Linked DNA regions of Gossypium hirsutum: region 1 is linked to region 2. Evidence: chromatin contacts called from public Hi-C data. All regions are on one chromosome and are shown on one strand. The core of a region is the stretch at or near the end of the contact, and the rest is flanking DNA. Distances in the headings are between cores, read along the strand shown. Region 1 holds the start of LOC107956775. Region 2 holds the start of LOC107891373 (dual specificity protein kinase YAK1 homolog).

Evidence for each region. A called contact is a pair of places that touch in the nucleus more often than the background predicts.
Region 1: a Hi-C map of anther shows a contact between it and region 2, with 2.9 times the contacts expected there. The contact joins the promoter of LOC107956775 here to the promoter of LOC107891373 in region 2. A contact is called at or near these places in 8 of 34 Hi-C or Micro-C datasets (anther, hypocotyl, leaf and 1 more).

Annotation. Positions count from the first base shown.
Region 1 is chrA11:85,652,544-85,655,653 of Gossypium_hirsutum_v2.1, forward strand. It overlaps LOC107956775, which reads right to left and starts at 1,470. Exons shown (of 1, transcript XM_016892302.1): 1 at 1,075-1,470. The coding sequence starts at 1,470. The coding sequence ends at 1,075. It also overlaps the pseudogene LOC107890937.
Region 2 is chrA11:85,344,212-85,347,281 of Gossypium_hirsutum_v2.1, forward strand. It overlaps LOC107891373 (dual specificity protein kinase YAK1 homolog), which reads right to left and starts at 1,384. Exons shown (of 18, transcript XM_041081948.1): 1 at 616-1,384. The coding sequence starts at 810.

The DNA of each region.
Region 1 (3,110 bases), core at 220-2,719, 310 kb after region 2:
TATGCACGTTAAATTTTCTTTTATTTGTCTACTCATTTTTATACTATTTTTATTCATTAAAAGAGTTTGCTATCCATGCATATTGTCTCATATTTATAACTTCGCCTTTTACTCGGAATTGACTCGTTGAGATTTTAAACTTATTAATCCAAACTAACTATTCTATTCTATTTCAAGTCAAATTAATGCGTTTTAAGCTAGTTTTATAATTATCCATTTAAAAATTCTTTAAAACAAATGCGATGTTCGATGTTTGGCAATTCGGGGAATCGTGCCCTATCATGCTGGGTTGCAATTTCCTTTTTGTTCAAAATAATCGAATATTCCTTTAGAATTTCACTCATGTCTTTAAAAATTCTTTAAAACGAAGGAAATGTTCGATGTTTGGCAATTCGGGGAATCGTGCCCTACCATGCTGGGTTGCAATTTCCCGTTTGTCCAAAATAATCAAATGTCCCTTTAGAATTTCACTCATGTTTTCTAAATTCTAAAACAAGGCAATGTACAATGTCTAGAAATTAGAGGAATCGTGCCCTACTGTGCTGGGTTTCGGTTTTTCTCGTTGGACTAAATAATTGGGCATCCTTCTGTGATTTTCAACATATAAACTTTTGGAACTCGAAATTTATCGTGCTTTCGAGGGTATAAAGGATCGTATCATATCATGCTGGATGTGATGCTATATTCTTCTGAAACAAGAGAATTTTGATTACCAACTTGAACCATTCAAATGTTTTCAAAGGAATCACATTTTAAAAACATTTTTAAATCTTAGATATAAGGACATTATTTAATCAATTTGGTACCAATTTTAGGCGTAGTGAGGGTGCTAATCCTTCCTCATGCGTAACCGACTCCCGAACCCGTTTTCTCAAATTTACGTAAGCCAAAATTGGTTTAAATGGAGTAACATATTTTATTAAGGTGATCCAATCACACCGAAACAAAAAGATTGGTGGCGACTCCACATTTCCGTTTTCAAAGTCGATCCCCTATTTTTCTTGTTTTCAAAAAATGGTTTCGACAGCTAACATCTGCCAACTACTGACAAATTCAAATTGATTTAAGCAATTCTCAAAATTCAGAGTCATTTTTCATTCTATACCTGAATAAAAGCACTATGATTGCAAACACCATCATCGACGATGAGTTTCCAACACCTAGAAACACAGAAAGAATGGTAGCGCAATGAGACAATGTTGGAACAAGGACAAGACTGACAACAACCATTTTCTCCAAAGGTTGATTATGAGAATGAATTTTCCCACCCTTTCCAGATAGAAAGAACAGTATATAGCTACCACCAATAACTGTAAGCAAAAGTGAAGCAAGTTTATACACTGTGTCTTCCCTATTTCTGGGCCTATCTGATAATGGAGAAAGGAAGCAATGGGTGGGAATGAAGGAATGAAGGAAAATGATGGATATGCCACCAATTGTTGATGGGTCTTTAGCGTTGAAACTCTCCATTTTTGCCTTTTTATTCAAAGTGGAAAGGAGATTGATTCTGTGTTACTTGAATTCAAAATAACTACTTTTCTATTCTTTCTTCTTCTTTTTTTAATTTCATTCTATGGAGAAAAACAGTGAAAGAATAAATTGGTTGGTGTCTGTTGAAGCATTGAAAAACAACAAAAATTATAATATATATACCAATTTTATTGTAAAAGTTTTAGGGATTTCAATATTTGAGAAGGGATTAGGGATTTTAATGATAGGTTTTAATTTTAAGGTTTTTTTTATAAATTCTTCGTTTTTTAATTTCGTATTTACTTCTTTTTTTTTTGACAGATTAGCATGTCACATAAGCTATTTCGTTGACCAGCGCTTGACTGGTGGTTAACTGACGTTTTCCGTTAAAGCCAAATTGACTTGTGAAAAAATCGTAATGTTGATGATATCAATACATAAAAAAAAAAGTCAAGGGCACAAAATTAAAAATCCCTAAATATCGAGGGTATTATATGGAATTATGCCAATAGAAAAAGGGCGTAGAAAGTAAAGCAACGTGGAGGTGGCCCTTGTGGAGTTAGTGTCAGTGACAGAACAAACAGATATTCTAAAAGGTTCCCTAACTCCAAGGCCAAAAATCTTTGCGGCAAAATTTGTAGAACCGAAAACAGTAAACCTAACAAGTATCATCGAACACAAAGAAGACAGAGCTACCCATGAAATTGTTTGATGCTCATTGCCACCTTCAAGATCCCAGAATTCTCAACAAAGCCCCCAAACTCATTTCCACTGCTTTGGATTCTGGTCTCCTTAATTTTGCTGTTAATGGTGTTTCTGAGGTCGCTCCTTTTACCTTGGATTTCTCATTCATTTTCCTATTTTATTTGTTTTTTTATAATGATATTATGTTTGGGTTTTTCTTGAAAACTGTAGAAAGACTGGCATTTGGTCAAAGAAATGGGAGACAAGTATCCTTCTGTTATTCCATGCTTTGGAGTTCATCCTTGGTAAAATGGTTACTTTTAAAATGAATACTTAGATATAGTTTTTAGGCTCTTCTCTTTTACTGTTTTCATTTGTTGCAGGTATGTTCCTCACAGAAGTCCAAATTGGTTTACGACTCTCAAGGAATTCTTTGAAACCACTCCTTCTGCTGCTGTTGGAGAGGTAAATTTATTTCTTTTACCACTAATTCTACTTAATTTCTTAATATCTAACCAAGGGTATTTAGTTTTATTTTAGTTTGTGCAGTCCATAGGTCTGATGTAGAGTTTTAACTTCAGTTTTCCAAATTTCATGGTAAAAAAGAAAATATTAAAACAGAAGGTTTCAGGACTAGATTCTTACACTATTGTGCTTGGATTTATATTTGTTCATAGCTACCTCTTAAATAACAACATGCTTTTGCACATTTCAGATTGGTTTGGACAAAGGCTCAAAAGGAAGGGAGATTGATTTTAATGATCAGGTCCTCACTGTTTTTGTGCTATCTTGATTGTCATTTATTTTGTATTAATTCTATTTTTTCATAAGGCAGCATACTTTCTGTTTTCTCTAAGGCAAAAAGAGCAGCTCCATGCATAATAAAAAGACTTGCATCCTGTTTACATGTTGCCATTACTTGGTATGAGTGCATGTATACTAGTCATTTTTGTAAA
Region 2 (3,070 bases), core at 134-2,633:
CCATTTGACAATAGAACATCCAATAAATAGAAGGAGATCCATAGTGCCATTGTCAGGTCAGACTTTGATGATCCAGTCGGCAAATGAAGGACAAATAAGCATTCACGCTCCATGGAGACTATTTTTCAAAGTCTCTTCTCCCTAGTTTAACTTTTTTACAGACATCATAGATTGGAATGAGTTGAAGTGAATAATGGCTTATCAGGGTAGATAGGACATGGGATCTAAAGTATAAGGTTGCAGTCAATCTGCTAATATTTGTATCAACATATTGCATTCTTCTAACTGGAAGAAATCTGATCACTTACTCGGCTTTAGGATACTGAAATGGTGCATTATACAAATTGAGAAAAGTATAATAATTGAGAGCTTTCTATGATATATTGCATGTAGTGAAACATTAAAGATTAAGTTTACTTGGTTTATATATGCTTCTCTTGTGTCAGACAAACAGAATCACCAATCAAACCAGCTGAACATCTCTTAATCTACACCAATTCAAACTCAAACCAAATCGAAAGCTCCTCAAAAGTTTCTAAACATTTGAACATGCAAAAAACTACCCACAAATCTTTAGAAGTAAATAGGAACAAACAATTAGAAAATATAACTTACAGGCCTCCTGACAAAAACACGCGGCTTTCTATCAGCTTCATTCCTGGGTGAATACGGTCCAAAAACCAGCTGACTCGGCCGCCATCGCACTGCAGACCCTTCATCTGAACCCAATTCAGAGGCCCCCTGAGGCTCTCTTTGATTACTAGGACCAACCTCATCCATAACTATCCCCTTAGAAAAGGAATCCACCATTTCTGACCCCAAAATTTACTATTATCCCCAATAGCTCCATTGAAATTGAAGCCACCCAAAAGTTGAAAAAACTAACAACACCCCGATTTTGATCAGCAATTGGATTGCAATTTTGAAGTCAAGATCGAAACTTCAGTGATTTCTCAAAGAACTCACCAGCTGACTCCAATCCCATTAGTTTTCTTCTTATTTTCTCTTATTAACAGTTGAAACAGAGAAGAATCAGAATATTGGAAGTCCAGGTCGATCCACAGATTATCAATAAATAAAAGAAAAATCAAATTTCGATATAAAGAAGAAACAGAAAAAGGATTAACCCCTTCTATAGATTGTAAAATAAACACAATAAAACAAAAACAAAAACCCACCAACAAAAGAAACCAAATCGGATTTTTTTAAAGAAAATAAAAAGACCCAAAACTTAGATTATAAAGAAGAAATGCAAGAAGAAAGATCAATAGATGAAGAAATAGAAAGAGAGAGAAAGAAAAAAAGAAGAGAGTTTTGGGTCTGAGAGGACAAAGACGCCGTGTTTCTTTCTTCCTCCAAATGGGAGCTTTTATTTTCTTTTCGTATTTAGATTTGTTATTTTATGGGATTGTGGCTGTGCCATGGAAATACTGTACAGTGACATTTTCCCATAATTTTCTAAGAAAATTACCTATTTTTTGGTTCAACTTTTCTAAGAAATCGTATATATATTAACAATACGAGGTTAAAAAATTTAGTCGGTTGACATTACACTTCTTTTACCCATATTGAGGCATTTATTTTAAAATTTAACTAAATTAATACCCTCATTTTGTTTATCTTTATTTTATAACTTTATAACTTTATAACTTTTATATATTTTGTTTTAACTTTATTTTATAATTTTTTTATACAGTTGATTTTAAATAAGTTATTTTGTTACTTTTATATTTTACTTAAGTAAATCATGTTATAATATTAAAATTAATAAATATTACTTTGTTAATTTTAAAATATACATATTAGTAACATTTAAAGTTATATTTTCAAATATAATAAAAGATAATTATATTTGTTTATTAAAGTAAAACAAAGATAATTATAAAATTATAAAAATCTAACATTAAAATAAATTAATTTAAAAATATATATAAAATAAACATCAGTAATATTATTTAAATTGTAATATATTAATAATAATATTCAAATGAAGATGAATTTTTGTATTACTTTCAGGGGTGAGTGTTCAATCAAATCGAGTTAAATTTAGTAAAAAAAATTTGAGTTAATCGAGTTTATGAGTATTATTTTATCATTCTAACTCACTTTGAAATTTTTTGAATCGAGTCTCTGAAATTAAATTTGACTCAAGTCAAATCAAATAGAGTAAAATTGTTCAAGTTAAATTAAAAATAATTAACCATGTCAAATAAAAATATTATTACAGGATAACTAATTCCATAGTAGAGCATATAAATTTAAAACTATATATTTTAAAAATATTCAAAGCAAAATAATAATAAGAAATGAGATATATAAATTTGAATCATTAATTAGGTCCAAAAATTAATATTTTAGAATTTTTTAAAGATTTAACTTTTTTATATATTTTTTAGAAGTTTTTATAATTTTGTATAATTTTTTAAAAATATTAAATTTGAAACTTTTATGAATATTTTGAATTTTAAAAATTATTGAAAATTATTGAAAATTTTTTAATTTTTTTAAATTTTTGTTGAGGGGTAGACCAATTTGTTTATTTTTAAAATTGATAGGGACCAAAAAGGTATTTACACCAATATGTTATTTGAATTATTAGGATTGTAAAATTTAACTCGACTCAAATTCAAAACTCGAATCGAGTTATTCCGTTTAACTTGAATAATTTGATTTAATTAACTCGAAATTAAAAAAAATCGATTTTTTCCAATCGAATCGAGTTTTTTTCACCCTAATTACTTTAATATTAAATATTTTAAAAATTAAATAACATTAATATAATTTACTTTAATTTAGTTAAATATTTTTAAAATATTTTATAATTACATTATTTTTTAATTTATTAATGATTTTAGAAAAACATTAAAAACTAAAAAACTAAATATAAATAAATATACAAACTAGTTTAAATATATTATTATATTTTGGTAACTTTGGAAGAATGAATCTTACCCTGGGTAAATATTATAGATAGATTTTCAATTAAAATTTTATTTTAACTTAAATTTCATGATCTGATTGTAATTATAAATCAATTGTATTGTTGATTTTGGTTATAATTGAGATTGTA